Linked DNA regions of Salmo salar: region 1 is linked to region 2. A link is a contact called in public Hi-C data. All regions are on one chromosome and are shown on one strand. The core of a region is the stretch at or near the end of the contact, and the rest is flanking DNA. Distances in the headings are between cores, read along the strand shown. Region 1 overlaps LOC106572434 (IQ motif and SEC7 domain-containing protein 1). Region 2 holds the start of LOC106572432 (lysine-specific demethylase 5C).

Region 1 (6,945 bases), core at 3,798-6,297, 43 kb before region 2:
ACGCGTGAGCGCATATCGAGACAAAAAAATTCAAAACGTTCCTTTACCGTACTTAGAAGCATGTCAATATTCCAACCGGATAATAGTGTATTCATTCAAAGACGAAAAGAAAAAACAGCATGGTCGCGGTTTGGCGCATCTCCAATCTCTTAGTCACTAGGCAGACCACTGACAAACTGAGCTACCATACTCTGCCCAGAGACAGGAGATGCCTCAATCCGCATTCTGAAGGCTTTAGAGAGCCAATGGAAGCCTTAGAAAGTTCCACGTAACAGCTCAGATACTGTAGTTTCGATAGAGAAGCAAAAGAAGGACTACAAATTCGCAGACAGGCCACTTCCTGCTTGGAATCTTCTCAGGTTTTTGCCTGCCATATGAGTTCTGTTATACTCACAGACACCATTCAAACAGTTTTAGAAACTTTAGAGTGTTTTCTATCCAAATCTACTAATAATATGCATATTGCCGTTTCTGGGCAAGAGTAGTAACCAGTTTAAATCAGGTATGTTTTTTTCATCCGGCCATGAAAATACTGCCCCCTATCCCAAACAGGTTAAGCTATATATCAATGTGTGCCCGATACCGCACCTTATCTCTGATTCTCGGCTGGGCGCGCAATATTAAGTGCGCCTATAGGCTATGCAGTGTGGTCTTAATCAAATTATACATAGGCTATAGGCTACAAAGTGCATGCTTGGAGAAGCACAGAGCAAATTTATATTTCTAAGATAGCTGCTGGGATGGTTGGAATACAACTGGGCTGCATTAAACACTGCAATGGATATACGAACCCAGAGTCCCAGCCTGCTCTGCTCTTTCTGATCCAAAACTTTTTTGTGTGCTGCCTAACCAATGGTTGTGCTGTGTAGGACTACTTTGGCATTTCAGGATAGAGGCTTCTTCTGAAAATATTTTGGGGATTAGGCCTAGTCCAGAAAATCTTGCGCGCAGACTAGCCTGTACAGTGCCAATGTTCTGTACAGTTTGAGAAGGAGAGCACAAAGATGAGAAGGAGGACCGGAGGTCAACTTTCATAGCTTGCTACTACTATAATTGATTTTAAGAAAAACAATGTTTCTTGCCCATGATGTATTTATCAGAGTTATTGACCTCACAATAAGTCAGATTCGAGTCATTTACATTGTGGTGCTGAAACTTGAAGCAGCAGCTGCTTTACAATTGATCGGAAATAGACATTTCATGGTGCCGTAAGTAGGCATAATCAATTCCTCAACTCACCATGCACTCCTTAAATAGCCTACCTCCATGTGAATGAAGGGCTGTTAAGTTAAACCCTAGACTTGAATTGAGCGGTATGAGAGGGTATGCCATATGCTTACATTTTATTAAAGAAAATGGCAAAAAGCACAGGCCTAAACCCCCTCGTTAGCTTACGATTTTGAAGAAAATAAAATGGATATATTAATAATATATAACAGTACTTTTTCCTCGATGCTTTATGCTAGTAACAAGCTGTAAAATACCCAGATTCATATGGGAATATCATTGTTTAGTTTCTTTGACATTCAGAGGCTGAGCTATAACCTTCTATAGCCGAAAAGACAAACAATGTACTTTGCTTGGGAAGTAATCTAATTCTGTCACTATCAACTGATTAAGCTATTCACTTTCTGTACAACAGAAGATGTTTAAACCCAGACAGCTTTTTGGGAAAGCTCATTGGGTTAAGCCACGGAAGAGTAGCAAGCAGTTAAAGCATATAGTTTTCTGCGTCGGTAAGGCTACTTTGTTTGGGGTGGATAGGTAGGTCTAACTTTTGAAAGTACATGCTCAGATTCATAATGACGTCTTATATTTAATTATTTGTGAACAGGGACAGTTTCGTTGTAAACAAGACACACTGATTTTGCATTGGATAAATATGATAAGATGAACACATACAGTACCAGTCAAAAGTTTGGACACCAACTCATTCCAGGGTTTTTTACTATTTTCTACATTGTAGAATAATAGTGAAGACATCAATACTATGAAATAACACATGGAATCATGTAGTAAGCAAAAAATGTTCAAATCAAAATATATTGTACATTTTAAGATTCTTCAAAGTAGCCACCCTTTGCCTTGATGACAACTTTGCACACATTCTCTCAACCAGCTTCATGAGGTAGTCACCTGCGATGCATTTCAATTAACAGGTGTGCCTTGTTAAAAGTTAATTTGGGGAATTTCTTTCCTTCTTAATGCATTTGAGCAAATCAGTTGTGTTGTGACAAGGTAGGGGTGGTACACAGAAGATAGCTCTATTTGGTAAAAGACCAAGTCCATATTATGGCAAGAACAGCTCAAATAAGCAATGAGAAACAACAGTCCATCATTACTTTAAGACATGAAGGTCAGTCAATGCAGAACATTTCAAGAACTTTGAAAGTTTCTTCAAGTGCAGTCACAAAAACCATCAAGCGCTATGATGAAACTGGCACTCACGAGGACTGCCACAGGAAAGGAGGACTCAGAGTTACCTCTGCTGTAGAGGATAAGTTCATTAGAGTTACCAGCCTCAGAAATTGAAGTAACAGACACATCACAACATCAACTGTTCAGAGGAGACTGCGTGAATCAGGCCTTCATGGTCGAATTGAAACCACTACTAAAGGACACCAATAATAAGAAGAGACTTGCTTGGGCCAAGAAACACAAGCAATGGACATTAGGTGGAAATGTGTCCTTTTGTCTGATGAGTCCAAATTTGTAATTTTTGGTGCCAACCGCCGTGTCTTTGTGAGACGAAGAGTAGGTGAACGGATGATCTCCGCATACATGGTTCCCACCTTGGAGCATGGAGGAGGAGGTGTGATGGTGCTTTGCTGGTGATATTGTCTGTGATTTACTTAGAGTTCAAGGCACACTTAACCAGCATGGCTACCACAGCATTCTGCAGCGATACGTCATCCCATCTGGTTTGCACTTAGTGGGACGATCATTTGTTTTTCAACAGGACAATGACCCAACACACCTCCAGGCTGTGTAAGGGCTATTTGACCAAGAAGGAGAGTGATGGCATGCTGCATCAGATGACCTGGCCTCCACAATCACCCGACCTCAACCCAATTGAGATGCTTTGGGATGAGTTGGACCGCAGAGTGAAGGAAAAGCAGCCAACAAGTGCTCCGCATATGTGGGAACTCCTTCAAGACTGTTGGAAAAACATTCCAGGTGAAGCTGGTTGAGAGAATGCCAAGAGTGTGCAAAGCTGTAGGCAAAGGGTGGATACTTTGAAGAATCTAAAATCTAAAATATATTTTGATTTTTTAAACACTTTTTTGGTTACTACATGATTCCATGGTTTTCATGTCTTCACTATTATTCTACAATGTAGAAAAAAGTAAAAATAAAGAAAAACCCTTGAATGAGTAGGCTGTAATTTCAGTAATACGTGTAGTATACAAAAACATTTTGCTAATATGTAAAATGACAGAATTGCAGGAGATTTTTTATTAAAGGCTATTTTTCTCCAACCTGCAAATACGATGATCGACGACTCATGCAATCTTTCCACTCCTACTCTTGTCTATGGTGGTCTGCGAACCCACAACCTTCTGACCCGCAGCCCTGTGCACTATCAAAATTCCTGGGTTGCCATGTAATGCTTACAGGACAAAAACAGTGTCTAAATCTAAGGCTCTGGTCTGTCCAAGATTTGAGGGTAAATGGTAGACATGTTCTCTGCTATCCACTTTATTTTAATTATTATTTTGGGTATAGGGTGGGTCACTTGTTTATTTTTCAAGCGTTTAGGGAGGGTTTAGGTCAAAGATATTTTGCTGAAGGGAGGGCCATCCATTTTCATTTCAGAGAGGTCCGATTTTCTCCATGTAACCATTATTATAAATAACGTTCACTCCCTTAGCTTTACTATGATGATCTTGACCTCTGGCTTCAGCTGACACATAGACACAGAAACTTTACTTAAAACTGTTTCCTTTTTACACATTTAGGATATGACAGGAACATGTCAACAGCCTCCTGCTCCTCTCTTCTCTCAGTATCATTTCCACCAATGTATGCTTTGATCAACTTTTTGTCATGTATTTCTATCTCATGCTTTTTCTCTTTTTCTTGCTATCTGTTTTCTCTGTTTCTCTGTGTATCTTCTGTCTTTCTCCATCCTCTCCCTCCCTACTTCCATGTCTTCTTCCCTCACTCTATCTCCTTCCCTACCTCCCTTTCCGTCTGTCTATCACCCTGTCTCCATTCCTTTCTCTCTGTCTGTCTCTCGCTTTACTCATTCCCGTTGGTTCCTCAGTGAGGAGTGTGAGGATGATGCATCCCATCAGTTCTGTTGTCCCTCCTCAGGGTGCAGTAGCCCCTCCTCTCGATAACCCTGCACTTTGATTGGTCTCTTGACATCAAGCTGGACAGCTGATTGGTCTCATGGAGTCAAGCTGGACAGCTCAGTCAATCACCTGAGTCGGACTCTCAGTCTCTATGAGGGACTCCAGTTGAATGACACTGGACAGAGCCCCAGTCTGGATGGATTTAAATGGAATGATCCTTCTTTAGTTGCATGCGAATTTTAGTCTCAGTGTGATAGTTGTTGTGATAGTGATTTACCAGAAAGTATGACTCAGTGGTAGTTGGTTCATGAACTGTAATGTTTTCTTCACATACTGTATATCTCTGTCTCTTATTTGCTCACTGTCTGAGATCATTAGATTTTCTCTGCTCATCTCACACCTGTCTCCTCAGTTTTAAAGTAGCCTAGTCATTCTTTGTGTTCAGCAGCTACTACACTGCCACCAAAGTCTGTGAGAAGTTAGATCTTATCATCACACAATGAGATTGAACCAAAAAAAAAACTATTTCAATGGGTTGAATGTCCTGGTATTTGTTTGTGTTTGTTTAGAAATGTTAGAGGACATTGATCTGTATCTGAAATAAACATATCATAATTGGTGCAGAGAAGAATTGAAAAAACGGTCCTGATGTACACCCATCATAATTTACCACTGTAAATGTAGTTGTAGTGTAGACCTCGGGACAGCAGAGGGCACAGTGATTATAATCTCAATGGTAGAGTAGTCCTACTGTACTTCTCAACTGTGTCTCTGAGACACATACAGTAATCGACCGGTAACTGTGGGCACGGGCATCTTCAATAAAATGTTGGTGACCAATAGAAAATGATATCTGTGTGTATTTATGATGTATGCGTGTTTTCTTTACTTGATTAGGCCTACACATGAACACACCCACACACTTATGAAGGTATAGTAGTGTACAGTATAGCAGAAATGCAGTATGACGTGACATAATACACCAGGTATCAAGCTATATAGACCTGACTCCATCTCTTCATTGGTGCCATTTGAATGAGAAGTTAATTATCCCACCTCTGACCCTTTCTCTCCTAGCTGTTCTGTTGTGACTGGTGTGTTTGTACTATTTGTCACTGTGTAATAGTGTGTGCCTGCCTGTCGGTCAGCTGGGTAATGTGAGAAGGAAAGAAACAGGGGGAGGGAGTGTGAGAGAGTTTGGGCAGGGTGAGTAAGTTCAGAGCTGTCAAAAGACTGTAAGGAATATATCCTTGCTGCTCTGAAGGGCGAGTGAGAGAATGTGAGTGTGTGTTTGTGAAGTGTGTGTGTGTTTGTTATCACGCTTCACCAGTCTGTGTGGGACCTCTCTTTAACTGCAGCAGCAGCACGGTAAGGACTCTTGATTTCACTCCCAAACTTTCTATACAGCGCAACAAAGATGACATGCTGTAACTAAGTGTTGAGTGATTGTCAGTTGGATTGTATGTAAAACGTGTGTATGCACTGTATGTGTTTTTTATAGAGCTCACTGAGTCAGTATGACTGAGTCACTATGCAGGACCTACTGTGTTACGAAGGCTGTTTAACTCAGCTCCAGTCTATGTCCTTGATGCATTTCTTTCTATTTGAACAGCTTCTATAGATACTATGACTGTGTATGGACAGTTAACTGTACACAATGAAATATACCTGCTGAGCTGAGATAAGGCGGAGCTTTACCTAGCAAAGACTTATAGATGACCTGGAGCCAGTGGGTTTGGCGACAAATATGTAGCGATGTGAGGATACATCAGGGTTATTGGAAGTGTTCATTACAGTAAGTTCATGTTTGCGACAGTGAGAGGTTACATTCAGTAGTGATGAAAGCAGACCTGTCGTGTTCCCTGTCTATAGATAGAGCCGAGGGTGGAAGTAGATTGAGTGAAATGTAGGAGGATTTCTTTAGATTTTCCCATGATGTCAAGCAAAGAGGCACTGAGTTTGAAGGTAGGCCTTGAAATACATCCACAGGTACACCTCCAATTGACTCAAATGATGTCAATTAGCCTATCAGAAGCTTCTAAATCCATGACATAATTTTCTGGACTTTTCCAAGCTGTTTAAAGGCACAGTCAACTTAGTGTATGTAAACTTCTGACCCACTGGAATTGTGACACAGTGAATTATAAGTGAAATAATCTGTCTGTAAACAATTCTTGGAATAATTACTTGTAGATATTACAAAGTAGATGTCCTAACCAACTTGCCAAAACTATAGTTTGTTAACAAGAAATTTGTGGAGTGGTTGAAAAACAAGTTATAATGACTCCAACCTAAGTGTATGTAAACTTCCAACTTCAACTGTATGTACAATATCAGTATGTGAGTAATGTCTGTGAGGGAACAGGTTTTATGTTGGAGATTATCAGAGAGTCAGTTAGATGGAGGAGTGGAATTAGTGGATGGAGTGTAGGACGCAGAAGAATGCTGGAATCTGACAAATGAATGATTTGTTTGTTCTCTCACAGTATTCACTTCTTCTGAGTTCTACAATGAAAGTTATTCAACTCATGGGTAAATGTGTTCATTTCCTGTTTCAGACATGATGTACAGTAAGAGCGATATTATCTATGTTTCCATCATTACTAGAATATAGCTGTTTGATGATGTAACATTATCACCAAATAGC
Region 2 (6,863 bases), core at 3,145-5,644:
AGTATGATGAATATTGTCTAATAACATAACTGTTTTGATCCAGTGATTAATTATATATAAATAATTGATTGATTGATTGATTAGATGTTTGATTATAAATGATTATACAGAGGATATATACACATGTATTAATTCCCTCATACTTTTGATATGTAACGAGGGTGTTATAAAGTGTGATTTCTTTTTGTTCTCTATGATGATTGCCATCGATAACTTCTATTATCAGTTATTATTATTGATTGTTGAAAATATTAGTTCATATTTATAACTTTTTGTTATAATATAGTTGTGTACCCTCTCTATCTCCCTCCCTTTTTTCTGAACTTGCAGTGGCACAGTGTCTAAAAATGGGGTCATTGGAGTCTAAATTCACCTTAACAGATAGGGGACCATTTTAAATTATGTTTATGTAGTCTTATGTGTTTTGAATCAACTCTTTCCAGACCCCTTCGAAATATCCTCTTAAGGGCTTTGACCTTTGAGCTGGTCATATACAATGACCCTAATTTAATTGGTGACCCTGCCGTTTGTGTTCTCTCTATTATCAGGAGACTCGCTTACAAGCATCAGGTCTTGTTGAGTTTCTCACATGGCGTGTGTTTGGACAGTTTATGTCTTTGAACAAGCACGCTTTGTAATGCAGTTTTGTGATTTTGCACACGTGGTGTCTTAAAGTCAGAAATTGCATTCTTTTAAAAACGCTCCTCCCATACCCCCTTGCCAGTCCTCAGAGAACTCACCACCACCCAAATACCCTTCACCCCAGCAACCTTACTGAATGTGCTTGTCATTAGATCAAACAAGTTTGCTCATCTTCTCCTCTATCATCTCTGTCGACCCACTTTTTAACCTCCTCTCTCTGTCCTTCTATTGCACTGTGTTAGAACAATGCTAGGTTGAAGAAGGGACAAAGGAAGGGACAAAAGGAAATAATTAAATTTTAGGATGTAAGATGTAGTTAGAAATGTTAGACAATACTTGTTAAAACTAAGAGACAGATTAACTTTAAAATCCAGAATAAGAGTATGTGTAGTCAGGGAAAAATAAGAGGTTTTAGGGGTGGTTAATGTTGAAGCTTTGTGTTGGCTACTTCCTGTCTAATTTCCTCTGTATTGTACCTTTGTGACCCCTCTTGCATGAATATATCTGCACTTATTGAATGGATTGTACTGTATAAATATGAATGTACATATTATATTACAAATACTTAATAACTTTGGAAATAAATATTTCCATTTTGTTATTAAGGTGTGTGCCTGTGCGCGTGTGAGCGTGCATGCCTGCGTGTGTGAGAAAGAAAGAGGAGCAGGGGGACTTTGGTCCGATTTAATTATTTTTATTTTAGACTGAAGGTTAGATAATAAATTAGAGTACTGAAATGTTTGTATGTCAGAGCACTAATTGATATTATTTTAAACATACAACAAGTATGATCCTAAGAATTTAATTTGTGTATGTAGTAAGTGTAAACTGAAAGAATAGAGAATTGAGATGTGAATATTTATTGCTTCTGACATATTAAAAAGTGTCCTTGCAGTGACGCGATCTTCTGTCTTATATTGACGTCTTCTTGACTGCAAATGTGATGGATGATGAACACAGCTCCATCATTGGGCTTTCTAAACCCTGTTTTACAATGTAATCAACAGCACCATCTAATGGCTAAACGCAATTTCTGCCACCCATGATCATGATGTCCCTGGGACGTGATGCTCTTGGAACAGGTATTATTCCTGAGACTGATTGTAGGTGTGATACTGAATGAGGTCCCTAGGACTGGACAACATAGCTTTTTCTTTGTACTTCATTTAAAAAAAAGTCTCCAACACCAGCCTAAATCCTATTATGGGGAGGCAGGTAGTCTAGTGGTTAGAGCGTTGGGCCAGTAACCGAAAGGTTGCAGGATCGAATCCCCGAGCCGACAAGGTAAACATCTGTCACTCTGTCCATGAACAAGGCAGTTCACCCACTCTTCCCGGTAGGCCATCATTGTAAATAAGAATTAGTTCTTAACCGAGTTGCCTAGTTAAATAAAAACAATTAAGTAGGTAGTGATTTATGACTTCAGTTTAAAACTAGGTTATAATAGGCATGGCTCACTCATCCAGTCGTGTACATTTGTGAGGTGAAAAGGAAAAATGTCCTTCATTTATGCTTAATTTTATCAGGCAAATAATTCCCAGCATTAAGCCGATCACCAATGATTTAAAAAAAGTATCCTATCAGATAAAAAAAAGTAATCGATCATCATCACCCCCAACTGTGTTTTGATAGCCAAATACACCTCTGCTGTTTTCAATCAAGATCTCAGCGATCACTGACTCATTGCCTGCATCTGTAATGGGTCTGCGACCAAACCTCATCACTGTCAAACGCTCCCTAAAACACTTCTGCGAGCAGGCCTTTCTAATCGACCTGGCCGGGGTATCCTGGAATGACATTGACCTCATCCTGTCAGTATATGATGGCTGGCTATTCTTTAAAAGTGCCTTCCTCACCATCTTAAATAAGCATGCCCCACTCAAAAAATGTAGAACTAGGAATACAGTGAGGGAAAAAAGTATTTGATCCCCTGCTGATTTTGTACGTTTACCCACTGACAAAGAAATGATCGGTCTATAATTTTAACGGTAGGTTTATTTGAACAGTGAGAGACAGAATAACAACAACAAAATCCAGAAAAACGCATGTCAAAAATGTTATACATTTATTTGCATTTTAATGAGGGAAATAAGTATTTGACCCCTCTGCAAAACATGACTTAGTACTTGGTGGCAAAACCCTTGTTGGCAATCACAGAGGTCAGACGTTTCTTGTAGTTATCCACCAGGTTTGCACACATCTCAGGAAGGATTTTGTCCCACTCCGCTTTGCAGATCTTCTCCAAGTCAACAGGCCCAAATCGGAGGGCCTGTTGTCCGGACCTCTGGCAGTCTATGGGTGTGCCACGGGGTTCAATTCTCGGGCCAACTCTCTTCTCTGTATACATCAATGATGTTGTTCTTGCTGCTGGTGATTCTCTGATCCACCTCTACGCAGACGACACCATTCTGTATACTTCTGGCCCCTCTTTGGACACTGTGTTAACTAACCTCCAGACGAGCTTCAATGCCATACAACTCTCCTTCCGTGGCCTCCAACTGCTCTTTAACGCAAGTAAAACTAAATGCATGCTATTCAATCGATCACTGCCCGCACCTGCTCGCCCGTCCAGCATCACTACTCTGGACGGCTCTGACTTAGAATACGTGGACAACTACAAATACCTGGGTGTCTGGTTTGACTGCAAACTCTACTTCCAGACTCACATTAAGCATCTCCAACCCAAAATTAAATTTAGAATCGGCTTCCTATATCGCAACAAAGCATCCTTCACTCATGCTGCCAAACATACCCTCGTAAAACTGACCATCCTACCGATCCTCGACTTCAGTGATGTCATCATAAAATAGCCTCCAACACTGTACTCAACAAACTGGATGCAGTCTATCACAGTACCATCCGTTTTGTCACCAAAGCCCCATACACTACTCACCACTGCGACCTGTATGCTCTAGTTGGTTAGCCCTCGCTTCATACTCGTCGCCAAACCCACTGGCTACAGGTTATCTACAAGTCTCGGCTAGGTAAAGCCTTATCTCAGCTCACTGGTCACCATAGCAGCACCCACTCGAAGCATGCGCTCCAGCAGGTATATCTCACTGGTCACCCCCAAAGCCAATTCCTCCTTTGGTCGCCTTTCCTTACAGTTCTCTGCTGTCAATGACTGGAACGAACTGCAAAAACCTCTGAACCTGGAGACTCATATCTCCCTCATTAGCTTTAAGCACCAGCTGTCAGAGCAGCTCACATATCACCGCACCTGTACATAGCCCATCTGTAAACAGCCCATCTATCTACCTACCTCATCCCCATACTGTATTTATTTATTTATCTTGCTCATTTGCTTGCTCCTCTCTACGTGCACATTCATCTTCTGCACATCTACCATTCCAGTGTTTAATTGCTATATTGTAATTACTTCACCACCATTGCCTATTTATTGCCTTAACTTACCTCATTTGCACTCATTAGACTTTTTGTTTTCTTTTGTTCTACTGTATTATTGACTGTATGTTTTGTTTATTCCATGTGTACCTCTGTGTTGTTGTATGTGTCGAATTGCTATGCTTTATCTTGGCCAGGTCGCAGTTGCAAATGAGAACTTGTTCTCAACTAGCCTACCTGGTTAAAAAAAAAAATAGCAAGAGGTGCCAGTAGGTATATTACTCCGTGTCACGTACCTGCATCATGCAACTCTGCCATCCTCCACATCTGAATTAATGTGCAGTACCGTCTGCTGCCATTCTTATTCATTGAATATTGGCACACGTTTTAAACTATATACTAATTGTATGTAGCCATGCGTATACTGGTGATACAATTCAGTGAATGGGCATCATAATTCGTGAAATAGGTCAAGATAAGAGAAAATGCGTCTATGAACTACTTTCTATAAACGAGCGAATGTGGAGGGATTAATTCCTACCCTCTCTTCCGCTCAAATAACTAATCTGTCGTAGTCAGTAGTTGAGAGATTTAAGGTTGTGCTTAGGCAATGATGAAACTAAGATGGCGTCTAACACGGACAGGATGAACGGGGGATAGCGAAGTTGGTCACAAATTGATTTGATGGGGACGTAATTCTCACAGTCACTCGTTGTACAAGCAAACGAGTCTTTGAAGTGGATAATCTTTACCCTTCTACATCAATAGAAGTGGGTCTATGGGGGAAGCGAGGCTGAAAACGGCTAACTTTACGTGAGCTAACTGGACCTAGCTTGTTAGCTAACGTTCGCTAGCTAACCAGCGACAGCTAGCTAAACAACAACAAAGTAAGGAGGATAGTCTCAGGAGAAGGAAGTGTCTACGGGATTGTCCGGAATCTTTTGATATAAAATTAAGCAATTCACATCTGGCTTGGGACACGTCCAAAACAGAAGTAACCAATATGTCAAGTTAAACTTCCACGCCAATTTGCAGTGATATCCGAGACCGGAGGTGCTGCCTGGGGTGGGCTGAAAAGTGGAGGCCATAACGACCATTCGCTTCAGCCACCCTAATCGTGACCCAGTGCTGAACAATAGACCCCGTGAGCTTTCAAGACACCTAAACGGCCCATTATTGGTGACATCGGAATCCATTATTTCGTCTTTGACCACGCTGAACGTGTCAGGAAGAGTTGCTGTCCAAGTACCAAGTATCTAATATGATGTAAGTCTATATAGTCTAATAACGTTAGATATACATCTTATCAAGTAAGTTAGCTAACTAGTTAAGCTGCTAAAAATCACAAACTCCTTGGGATTTTCCTAGCTTGTCACCAAGGACCTATGTGTGTGCCAAATGGCCCATATTTTGTGGTGTTTGACAATGACAACATTAATTTGTTACCTAACTTGGATGGGTTGCTCCCATATTTGGTCTTGTTAAGTGGATGGGTGCAATCAGGCCTTCCATTTAAGTAATTTAGCCTTAACTCGTGTGACGTCTGTATGTTGAGATTAGGGACTTTACAATTTGAGAATGTGTCCCAACATTTGAGTACTAAGCTTCCTCAAATGTCTTTATCATTATTTTCTAGTGACAGGAAATGAAGGAGGCCTTCTCAGATAATAACATACCTCAGTTCTTGTGAAATCAATTGTAGTAAACAAAACAAATCCCAGACAGTAGGACTTTAACTTTTTCATATCACCATTATTAGTAAGTGCGTTATTTTCTATTGATGACCGAACACCAATTTGACCTCTTGATGCATCTTATGAGACATATCCATGACACAAATGGCACCATGTAAGAAGTGCTTTATTTGTTGTGGCTGTAAGGTAGGGGGAGGGGTGACCAGTTACATAGAACTCCTTCCCCATATTGGGTTAACAACAGGTTTGGGTTTTTGATGTCATAGGCTACGTTTTAGACAGGCAGCCCAATTCTGGTCTTTTTGTCACTAATTGGTCTTTTGACCAATCAGATCATCTCTGAAAAAGTTATGTAAAAATACCTGTTGTGATTGGTCAAAAGACCAATTAGTTGAAAAAAATAATTGGACTGCATGTCTAAATGCAGTTTTACTAGATTATATGATGTTCTGTTTACTTATTCTGAATATCAGAACAGGATTCTATTCAAACATTTTATTCACAAGTAGAAGAATCATGTAAGATTTTGTGAAACAATGGCCATTCAAAAATGTTGGTTGTCTCCCTTGGGCCCCTTTTTTCTTTGTTTGAGCTGATGGAAAAACATACTCTGACGCGCAGTTAATGTATACAATTAGATTTATGAAACTGTACTTATGAACTTCTTAATAACGGGTAATCCCAAGGGAAAAAGCCCATGTGATTGTTTGACCCTTAGCCTAATTTTGAACTTGTCTCAACATGTTTCTTGTCCCCTATTGACAGGATTGGAAGTTACAAAAATATATTTTTAAGATAGATATTAATGTGTTTGTTTATGTAATATTTGCAATCTTAGATTTGGGTGATGGGGTAAAGCGTATTTCAGAGCCCACAGACGCCGGGAGTCTGGTGGCACATTGTGACACAGCTACACGGCTCTGAGACCACCGTCTGTAGGAGATGCATAGCCCAACCGCACACCTTCCCAAAATCCCAAACAAACGTGTCTCTGCGTACGCGTCGTCTATTCATTTGAATGTGGTGACAGATGGAGAAATTGCTTGAACCGCGCAGAGAATTCCAAAAGTATGAAAACCAACCATACAATTTTCTAGAACACTGCTGTGCGGTCGCGTACACGCTTTGGACTCTGATTAGCACTTAAGACAGTTGCTAAGTAAGTTGCTTCACTGTGTGGTG

The links. A called contact is a pair of places that touch in the nucleus more often than the background predicts.
Region 1: a contact with region 2 is called in a Hi-C map of muscle, with 7 times the contacts expected there. The contact joins the enhancer-like site here to the promoter of LOC106572432 in region 2. A contact is called at or near these places in 2 of 3 Hi-C or Micro-C datasets (gill and muscle).

What each region holds. Positions count from the first base shown.
Region 1 is chrssa15:86,772,678-86,779,622 of Ssal_v3.1, reverse strand. The region is part of intron 1 of LOC106572434 (IQ motif and SEC7 domain-containing protein 1); the gene reads left to right. Among protein-coding and RNA genes, the nearest start is that of LOC106572434, 41 kb to the left of the region's middle. Within about 2 kb of position 5,047, at least 1 of the 13 cell types and tissues checked has an H3K27ac peak or open chromatin away from gene starts, as enhancers often do. A contact at or near this core is called in muscle, where this site is marked.
Region 2 is chrssa15:86,728,697-86,735,559 of Ssal_v3.1, reverse strand. LOC106572432 (lysine-specific demethylase 5C) reads left to right here and starts at 4,394. Exons shown (of 27, transcript XM_014146614.2): 1 at 4,394-5,253. The coding sequence starts at 5,249. It overlaps LOC106572434 (IQ motif and SEC7 domain-containing protein 1), which reads left to right. Exons shown (of 16, transcript XM_045696222.1): 16 at 1-1,540.